Regions from separate parts of the Ovis aries genome. Here region 1 is linked to region 2. A link is a contact called in public Hi-C data. All regions are on one chromosome and are shown on one strand. The core of a region is the stretch at or near the end of the contact, and the rest is flanking DNA. Distances in the headings are between cores, read along the strand shown.

Region 1 (5,320 bases), core at 2,700-5,199, 180 kb after region 2:
TGCTTAACATCTTCAGAAACGTCCCTAAAAAGCAGGGCACACTCTCCAAGGTGAGTGGTTTCTTCTCAGCTTCTATGACCAGTTACATACAAAGAAAACACATGTGAAAATGGCATTAATTTGACAAGTTGCAAAAGAGGAATTGTGTTGAGAAGGAATTGTTTTCTTTGTCTCCCTGGGACTAGCTTTCATGACCAGAGGTGTACAGTGGCTTTCCTTACCATCCTGGGGGGATGGAGGGTGGTGCCAACTTTAATTAAATCTTCTTTACTATCTCCTCCTTTCTAACCTAGCTAGAAGGGGAGATTCCCCCCACCATTTAGCAATGTACGTAAGGAGCCAGTGATAACTACCTGATAGAGGGGAAAGGAGCGGAGTGGATGTGCACAATGAAAGCCAAGAAGCCTTGGAAGAAAACGTAGTGTGGATTCCTGGTGTCAGACGCCATCAACACTTGAGTTCATGTTTTGGATTTCCATAAGACCTCTATTCTTAGAGAAATAAGCAACATGGAGAACAGACGTGTGGTTGCCAAGAAGTTGGGGGAGGAATGGATTGGGAGTTTGGGATTAGTACATGTATATGTAGACTGGATAAACAAGGGAACTATATTCAATATCCTGTACTAAGCCATAACAGAAAAGAATATGAAAAAGAATATATATATGTATAACTGAATCACTTTGCTGTACAACAGAAATAAATGCAATCTTGCAAAACAACTATACTTCAATAAAATAAATTTTGAAAAGAAGCACTGCTGCTGCTAAGTCGCTTCAGTCGTGTCCAACTCTGTGCGACCCCATAGATGGCAGCCCACCAAGCTCCCCCGTCCCTGGGATTCTCCAGGCAAAACACTGGAGTGGGTTGCCATTTCCTTCTCCAATGCATGAAAGTGAAAAGTGAAAGTGAAGTCGCTCAGTCGTGTCCAACTCCTAGCGACCCCATGGACTGCAGCCTACCAGGCTCCCCTGTCCATGGGATTTTCCAGGCAAAAGTAGTGGAGTGGGGTGCCATTGCCTTCTCCAGAAAAGAAGCACATCACCATCTAAAAAAGGAGTCAGCAAACATTTTTATTATAATTACATATTTTTTATTTTTATTGAGATATAATGCACTAGTTTCAGATGTACAACATAATGAATCAGTATTTGTATATATTGTGAAATGATCACACAGTAAGTCTAGTTAACACCTATAAAGGGCCAGATAGTAAATATTTCAGGCTTTTCAGACCAGTCTCCTGAAACTACTAAATTCTGCTGTCGTAATGCAAAAACAGTCATAAACTATATGAAATCAAATAAACATGACTGTGTTCCAATAAAACTTCTATTTCAAAAATCAGCGGTGACACCATTCAAGTGAGGAAACTGATGCTCAAACTTTGAGAGCTCATGTCTCCCTATTCCTACGTTTCAACCAAGAGCCATGATTTTGGTTTATGCTACCACTATCCCATCTCTCAACTTTTTTATGACCCCATGAACTTGTAGCCCACCAGGCTCCTCTGTCTGTAGGATTTCCCAGACAAGAATACTGGAGTGGATCGCCATTTTCCTTCTCATCTAATGCCACCATCGCAACTCAGTTGTTGGTTTCAATATCCACAATTGGGAAACCTTAGTTTTTTTTGTTTCTGTTTTTCTCTATCAGAAATCATACAAAGCTCACCCAGATTTATAAGAACTCTTTCCTGCCATGGTAGAATCTTTATACTTCCTTTCTGCTTTTGTCTGGTCCTAGTGTTACGTCTGGAGAAGGCAGTGGCACCCTACTCCAGTACTCTTGCCTGGAAAATCCCATGGACGGAGGAGCCTGGAAGGCTGCAATCCATGGGGTCGCTGAGGGTCGGACACGACTGAGCGACCTCACTTTCACTTTTCATTTTCATGCATTGGAGAAGGCAATGGCAGCCCACTCCACTGTTCTTGCCTGGAGAATCCCAGGGATGGGGGAGCCTGGTGGGCTGCCGTCTGTGGGGTCGCACAGAGTCGGACACGACTTAAGTGACTTAGCAGTAGCAGTGTTAGGTCTAACAATAGTCCCATTTTCTGCCAAATTTGCTACAGGGCCAGAAGCTGCCTTTGTCCCAGCTGTGTTATCAGAGAAAAAAACTTTTTCTAAACTCTTATATTGTCATTTGGGGCCTGTGAATTACAATTAACAAGAGTTCACAGAAAAATGTGACTCTAGGAGGCAGTTAGAACTTGGACTTTTGTACTATCTTAACACGATAAGGGAAAGGGGAGCAGGCAGTTTTAGGAAAGCAAATGACTTTCAAGTTTTCCTTAGGAGAACTGCAGGAAGGTACAGCTTTATGACCACATATGCCTGTGCCGCCCTCCTCTAGCCCATCTTCTTGAGTTGTGAAAGTTGCTCAGTCGTGTCCGACGCTTTGAGACCTCATGGACTATACAGTCTATGGAATTCTCCAGGCCAGAATGCTGGAGTGGGTAGCCTTTACCTTCTCCAGGGCATCTTCCCAAACCAGGGATCTCTAGTTGTGGGAGGGGGTTTATGAAAATCGAGTCCTTTGGGAAGGCTCCACCACTTCAGAGAAAATGTTACTGAATTCCCGAATATATGTTAGAGTTCTTCTACCTGAAACTGTAACCTCATTCTCTGGAATAAAGGGATTTGGATCAAGGTTTACAGGCCCTGAAAAGACTAACTGTACTCAGATTGCAAGAATTCAACTCAAACTAGCTAAAAATTAAAGAAATCACGGGCTTACATCATGGCAAGTTTATTCCAAGTCATCCAGTTTCTGTCTGTTTTCTGTTTTTGTTTACTTAAACCCTTGGTCCCCACCCCCACCCCCAACCCCTGCCTCGGCCAGCCCCGCCCGCCCCACCTAACTATTTCAGTGGTTGTCACAAGCTTTGTCTAGGGTACTGGCTACCTCCTTAAGTCCTAAATATGGAGGGAGAGGTTTTTTTAATTTATAGATAAAAGGCCAACGATTCTGACCTTGCTTCTGTTAACTAGTAGCTAACTCCTTCCTCAAATAGCACAATGGGGCTGATAAATACCTGCCTGGAAAGGGTGTTGTTGGAGTTCTCCCCTACACTGGCAAGTGGATTTTTGTTTTTCAACAGCCATCTGTATTCTTTTTAATTGGAGGATAATTGCTTTACAATGTCGTGTTGATTTCTACCATACATCGACATGACTCAGTCACAGGTATACAGCTGTCCCCTGACTTGAACCTCCCTCCCACTTTCCACTTCATCCCACTGCTCCAGGCTGTCACAGAACAGGGGGTTTGAGCTCCCTGTGTCATATAGCAAATTCCCACTGGCTATCTATCTATTTTGCATATGGTAACATATGTTTCAATGGTACTCTCCCAATTTGTCCTCCCTCTCCTCCCTCCACCCCCTCCACAAGTCTGTTCTCTTTGTCAGGCAGTCGGATTCTTTACCACTGAGCCACCTGGGAAACTCATGGGGCCGTTGGTGAGGTTCTAAAGGAACTGGATCTGGAGAGCTGGTTGTGTCCCGGGCCTCAGCCCTCGACCCCCAAGTCTCTCAGACTCGGGCACTGAGGCACCAGCGCAATTCATGAACCCAGGAGTCAAGGAAAAGTCCTGAGCCCTGGGGCCGAGAAAAAAGCCAACAGCGAGACCAAAGGGCATGTCAGGGCCGCCCTGCTCCGTAGGAGAGCGATGCTGCATAACGGTGTGGGATGAGAACCCAGCCAATCTGGCCGCAGCAAACAGACGCAACCGCTCAGCTGTGCGAATGAAGCGGAGAACAATGCGCTCAAACCCTGCACGCGGAGACTTGTGGTGCCCCGGCCCAGGGCGGGTCCGACTCGGAGCCTGCCGGGAAATGTAGTGTCTAAAGCTGCGCCAGTGCAGCGCGGCTCCCCGCCAGTCCGAGTCACGCGCAACTACAGGTCCCAGACGCCCCGCGAGGCCTTGATCAGCCGCTGTTCGCAGGGAAGGGAGTGGGGCGAACATGGCTGAAGACAGCCGAGGCGACCCAGCGTGCGGTGGAATGGATGGCCGGCAGGACCCGGTCCCCAGCAGTGGTGGCCTCAACTTTCCAGAGTACGAGCTTCCTGAGCTAAACACGCACGCTTTCCATGTGGCCGCCTTCGGGGAGCTGTGGCGTGGCCGGCTGCGCGGGGAAGGGGACCTGTCGCTGAAGGAGCCGCCGGGGGACCGAGAAGTCACCGACTCCGGCTGCGAGGATGCCGCCGTGGCCCGCGATCTGGGCTGCAGTCTGGAAACGGCAGCCGAGCTGAGGGCGGTGTGCGGGTGAGTGCGGGGCCGAGGAGACTGTTGCTGCTTGGAGTCATCCGGGGTGCAGCCTTGCTCCTGGGCTCCCCCAGGACTCATCCTTGGGCGGGCCTGTGATTTACTCCCGGGAGTAGAAGGGCCGCCCTATCAAAGCTTTCCCGGAACAACGGGAGAAGTCCCGCGAGGGGAATGCAAGATTTCTTCTAGTTGGAGGGAAGGGACGAGGCAGCTGCATCAAAGATTAATTTTTCTCTTCACCAGATTTTAAAGTGCTTATTAATATAGGAAAGTAGTCAGAGTAGCAGCGACGTGTATCTGTCATTGACAAACATTTTGACGACGGAGGAACCTTAGTAATGATGAGACTGGAAGGAGATTTCACCAGAACAGTGTTAAAACCTTGATTGCCTGTGGTCTCTTTGGGGGATCTTTTGAGTATGCCATTAGTAAGATTTTCTTCAAAGTGTCTTATTTTGGATGAAAATATAAAAATCAGTAACGATTTCTTTCTCCATTTAACAATATTGGCCGATTTCAGTCAGCCATGTATCCTTTTCATTAATAGAGTATCGGCGCAGAATTCGCTTTTAATTCTCTCTCTGATTATTCAGTGATTATTCAGTGATGTATTTGGGACACAACCCAAATGGTTGCGTGATTGCTTTTTTTCTTTGTTTTTGTTTTAGCCTTGATAAACTGAGGTGCCTTGAAGAAGGGGAGGATCCAGAAGTCATCCCAGAAAATACTGACCTGGTGACTTTGGGGTATGGAGGACTTAGCTTTTATTACAAGCCACTTATTTAAATATTTTTTTCAACATTATATTATTCAGAAGTTTACAGTATGGTATTGTTATCATAGGTGTGCTTAGTTGCTCAGTCGTGGCTTACTCTTTGCAACCCTCTTCCCTACCCCCAAGTTCAACCACTGTTGACATTCGGCCCTATTTGATTTAGCTGTATGTGTTTGAGGTAGCTGCTGTGTATCTTTTTCTATTGCTTAACTGTTACAGTAAGTTGCAGATCTAATTCATGGCTAAATACAACAGTGTTAACTCCTAAAAGTATCATT
Region 2 (5,336 bases), core at 841-3,340:
ATTCGAAGGACATCTTCTCTGCTACAGGAGTATTGCGATGCTCCTTTCTTATAAACCATTCTGACTAGAGCATAATGCTAATATAACAGGACTCATCATGGAACCTCTGCCCTAATCTCTGTGGGAACGTCAAGGAAACAGCAAAAGGAGTCAGTTTCTCCCAGCCATCTGATCAACATGCCGAAGATATGCTGGATTCTAATAGTCCTATTCCTGAATTCTGCTGCAGCTGCTGCTAAGTCGCTTCAGTCGCGTCCGACTCTGTGCAACCACATAGACGGCAGCCCATCAGGCTCCCCCGTCCCTGGGATTTTCCAGGCAAGAGTACTGGAGTGGGGTGCCATTGCCTTCTCCGTTCCTGAATTCTAGTAGTCCTAAATGTTTACAAACCAAACATTTTATATGCTGTAAAACATCACATTATTCTAAAGGTATCAAAATTACTGACCTTGAGAAAAAAAATTAATAGCTTTTAGAAAAACAGAAACTCTCACACATGGATGAGAAGACTATAAACTGACCTAATTCTTCAGAGAAAAACTGGTGATATCTATAAATGTTTTCTATTTTCAAACCCTCAGTCCCAGTAACTCCACTTTTAGCAATCTATCCTATGAAATACTAGCAAAAAGGCATGAAGTTATAGGTACAAGAATTTTAGGTCAGCATTATTCTTAATAGCAAAAAAAAAAAAAAAAAACAATATAACTGTCCTTCGATACAGAAAAACTAATTTATGGTATTTGTCCTAATGAATGCTACACGGCTCTTAAGCAGAATGAAGTACAATTTATACGTGTTGACCTGGAAAAAGTCAATGCCAAAAATCACATTGTACCACATGTATCACATGCTTCTCTACTTGCAAAAAATGAATAATGATGAATTACTATAAAAATCCTATGTATATGTTCTGCATATATTTGTATACGTACAGAGAAGAGTATGCAAGGCATGAAAACCAACTGCTAACAGTGGTTACTTCTAGAGGGTAAGTAATGATGGGGAAGAGGAAAAGACATTCCATTTACTTATATTATTCACTTATATGTTGAATTTTATGAGCATAACCATGCTTTAATTTTTCAAAGAAAGGAAAATACCCAACCTTTTAAATGCCCCTTACCTTCAGTCAGCTGTTCCAAAGATCCTCTCGAAAGAAGACTTGAGAAAGACTCTACAACTGTGCATTTCTTCCTGTATCTGCACAGAATACATAGAAGAGATGAGAAGTAGAAAGAAAAAAGGAATAAATCAAGCTCATTTCATTTCACAACCAATTCAGTTGAAATCACACCAAAGGTTCACCAGAAACAGGACTCTAAACCCTAAAGTCTGCAGGGCGGAGACCACCATTTTGAAACCTGCACACCCAGTTCCCAGCACTGGCACCCTGTGGGCATTTAATCCAAGCTCACTGAACATGTTTCTGTGTGTGGACAAACCTACATATAACAGTCAATACCGGGAGCTTCCCTGGTAGCTCAGTTGGTAAACTGCCTGCAGTGCAGGAGACCCAGGTTCAATCCCTGGGTCAGGAAGATCCCCTGGAGAAGGAAATGGCAACCCACTCCAGTATTCTTGCCTGGAGAACCCCATGCACAGAGGAGCCCGGCCAGGGTACAGTCCATGGGGTCCCAAGAGTCGGACACAACTTAGTGATTAAACCAAACCAACAGTCAATACTAACTCTGTCATGCCCCTTCCCTGATCTCTATGGCTAAAATCAGTGTTTTTGTGGGTAAGGGTCACTTCGCCACTGGTTAAAAATGGGGTTAGACTGCAGTGTTTGGAAACTCTCTTCATTTGAGGGGCTAGAAACATAATTACAAGAGGGCATAACTTCAGTGTTAAAATTCACCAATGTTAATTAACAGCTTCTGCTAGAGGCTTCAAATACACATAAAACTGAAACTCCATGTCATTTTCACCAAGCAAAACTGTTCAAATATGGCCATTCAGGCAAATAAAAGACCTGCTTCTGCATTTACAGCATTTCCCACATAAAAAATGCTCCTTGGTTGGCCCGGAGTACCAGGCCAACATGTAGTACCTAATCTCTCCACCAGGGGGACCCCAAGAGATGCTTGCTGCTAAACCCACTGAAATCCTCAGCACTTTTCCGTAGCTCAAATAGCAAAAAGAAAACAGTACGGTATAGATGCCATGTGCTCAGCCACACCAGCATCATGGGGGAAATATTTTTAATCTTTCATAAAAGTACAGGAGGCCAGGAAGCTTTGATGCTCTGAGTCCTTTTCTATAACCATGGCCAACTTCCAACAGAGCTCTCAGTGAAGCAAAGTACATCCATGTTGTCACACAGACAGAAAGGTTTTTAGGCGTATCTCAAGTATTTAATTACTCAGCTCATACTTTTGGCAGGTTTGTAAGGCGTCCTTCATGGCAGAAATGCCGTTTTGGATGTCCTGTTGCTCGAAGGTCATGACAGCCTGCAACACCACGATGGTACTGTAGCCCAAGGCGTGGTACATGCTCTCCTTAGCCCTGGGGAGAACACGGAAATCACTGCATTTCAATTCAGCTGAAAAGCATTCAAGTCCCATCTGACAGTAACCACAAGAAGTTCTAGTTCATCCAAGGCATGACTTTCACAGTAACGACTTTTACTCCTGCACCACAACCACTGGAATAATGTGGACTACGAAAGACGTGACCCAAAAAGCTCAAGCACTGGGGACTTTCAAGTCCAGGCTGCTGCTGTTGCTGCTGCTAAGTCACTTCAGTCATGTCCAACTCTGTGTGACCCCAGAGACGGCAGCCCACCAGGCTCCCCTATCCCTGGGATTCTCCAGGCAAGAACACTGGAGTGGGTTGCCATTTCCTTCTCCAATGCATGAACGTGAAAAGTGAAAGTGAAGGCAGGAAGCAGGAAACTTGCCAGGTTGAAGGAGAAAGGGACGTATGCTTTTCCCTGTTTAAGCACAAGGGGGCACCCTGCCGATTCATTTCTTAGAAAATGCTTCTAAGCAATCCTAATTTTTCCCAGTTGTACAAGAAGCAGTCCTTAGCTCTGAAGTAAGTGTAAAATAAAAGCCATTGAAAATATATTTTGTGACACAGAAATTATGAAAGATAAGGCTTGTTTAAAACCATCCTCTCCCTTCTCCCAGACAGAGGCCATGAGGAAGCAAGATTTAGGCAACCAGTCAGGTCAGCCACAAAGGGCCCAGATAGAAATTCACGGTAGACCTCTTACCAAATCTCACCTCATTATCTAGGAATCCTGATTAAAGTTCTTGATGATTCATATTATCAGTAAGAACTGCTTCAATTCTTTTTTTTTTTTTAATTTTAGTTTTTTATTTTTTAAATTTTAAAATCTTTAATTCTTACATGCATTCCCATTCTTAAGAACATTTAGTCTGAACGGATGGCACAACCCAGACTCTCAGGCTGTGAAAACCTCACTATCACTTTCCTCAAAACTTATCAAGCTATGTTCATTTGTTAATTATAAGATTTACAATATTAATCTGTGGTTTTGTTTTTAATTCAAATACAATATACAAGAGACTGCTGCTCTGCAAAACAAATACAATCCATGTTATTCCTTCCCCACCAGCAAGAGTCTAAACATCCTTTCAGAATCTACAGTTAGTCTCAGTGAGGGCACTGCTGATTCAAGAAAGCAAACAAACAATATGCCAGGAACAAGAGCAACCCAATGTAAATCAGTAATTGTAGTTTTTAAACGTCACCTTTAAAAAAAAAAATTCTGTACTGAAGTATAGTTGATTTACAGGGCTCAGGGGTAAAGAATCCACAAGCAATGCAGGAGACACAGAAGACTTGGTTCGATCCCTGGGTCGGGAGGATCCCCTGGAGGAGGAAATGGCAATCCACTCCAGTATTCTTGCCTGGGAAATCCCATGGACGGAGGAGCCTGGTAGCTACAGTCCATGGGGTCGCAAAGAGTCGGACACGACGGAAGGGGCTTAGCACGCAGCACATACGCATAGCTGATTTACAATGCTGTGTAATTCTCACATTTCAGACCAAAAGCTCTTCCAAGAGGAAAAAAAAAGTATTTGAGTGAGGGAAAAAAAACATGTTTAACAGTGAAACGTTCAGAAAGATCAGAGGATATAAAACTAGACTAAATATAAGATCATGTTGTTTATTTCATTCCATATTATGACCAGCTGCGTGTCAGTGGAGGAGGAAAAAAGGAGACTTTGAATAAAAAACACAGGAGACAGGCAGGAAGAATAAGAGAGGGGACATAAGGAGAGAATGACTGGCAGAGAGAGAGAAGGAGGGAGAGAGGAAGACAGATGGAGAGAGAGACAGAAGATGATCTGAAGGACAGACAGAGATCTGAAGGACTAAAGAAGACGGAGGGGAAAGGGTAGCCACAGGCAAGGGAGAAAACGTGAGTGCTGGATGGAGACAGCACTGGGCAACTTCCTTAGGCCAGGGGCTTCACCATCTATTTTGTTGTCTGTTCCTAACCTCCGAAATGCTAACTGATTGCAGCTCATCTAAATCTCAGAATTACCATGGCCTCGGTAGGCACATTACTTTAAGTCCCCTACGTACGAACCTTTAAGTTGAGAACTTTCAAAGATTCGAATGTGCGTTCTATCAACGTCAGGCATCAGTAAAATTTCAGCTTGCCCTCCATCTCCTATTTCTGATGCTCCTTCAGCTCTGTCCTTGCCCACCTCCTCTCCCTCCTCCAGTCGGTAACTCTTGCCTGTTCACGGGATGCCGGCCCCTGGATGCCAGCTGTCGTACTGTACTACTGTACTTTTCAAGGTACTGTAGTGTAAAATTGAAAATGCTTTACTTTGTTTTGGTTTTTCAGATATTATCTGTGTGAAAAGTATAAATGTATTACAGTACAGTGTTATATACAGAATTGTGTGAGTTGGGTACCTAGGCTAACTTTGTTGGATTTATGAACAAACTAGACTTACGAACACGCTCTCAGAACGGAATCTGTCTGTATGTAGGAGACTTACTGTAATTTCTAAGAATCAAAGTCAATGACCAGAGTCACATCACCCTCCCCACCCTACTGACTCCTCAAAGGAGAGAGTCCCATTCCTGTGCCCACAAGGTAACCATCTTGAAATTATTACAGGAGGTCTAAGTTTCATCCAGGTCAGTGACTGTGTTTGAAGGCACGAGGTAAGCTTATTCCTGTCAAGCTCTAGTCACACTGTCCAGATGGGCACTAGGGTCACAGTGAGGCCTAGGAACAAGGCTAAGCATAGGTTTTCCTGCCACATCATCAGAATTGATAGGTACTATTCAGTGAAATGGGGCTTCCCAGGTAGCTCAGTGGTAAAGAATCTGACTGCTAAGGC

The links. A called contact is a pair of places that touch in the nucleus more often than the background predicts.
Region 1: a contact with region 2 is called in a Hi-C map of hypothalamus, with 2.3 times the contacts expected there. The contact joins the promoter of SNAPC3 here to the enhancer-like site in region 2. A contact is called at or near these places in 2 of 16 Hi-C or Micro-C datasets (hypothalamus and skin fibroblasts).

Annotation. Positions count from the first base shown.
Region 1 is chr2:83,923,244-83,928,563 of ARS-UI_Ramb_v3.0, forward strand. It overlaps SNAPC3 (small nuclear RNA activating complex polypeptide 3), which reads left to right and starts at 3,950. Exons shown (of 9, transcript XR_009599249.1): 1 at 3,950-4,267; 2 at 4,936-5,013.
Region 2 is chr2:83,745,206-83,750,541 of ARS-UI_Ramb_v3.0, forward strand. TTC39B (tetratricopeptide repeat domain 39B) reads right to left here. Exons shown (of 20, transcript XM_060409504.1): 5 at 2,377-2,508; 6 at 1,127-1,203. Among named protein-coding and RNA genes, the nearest start is that of TTC39B, 97 kb to the right of the region's middle. Within about 2 kb of position 2,091, at least 14 of the 54 cell types and tissues checked have an H3K27ac peak or open chromatin away from gene starts, as enhancers often do. A contact at or near this core is called in hypothalamus, where this site is marked.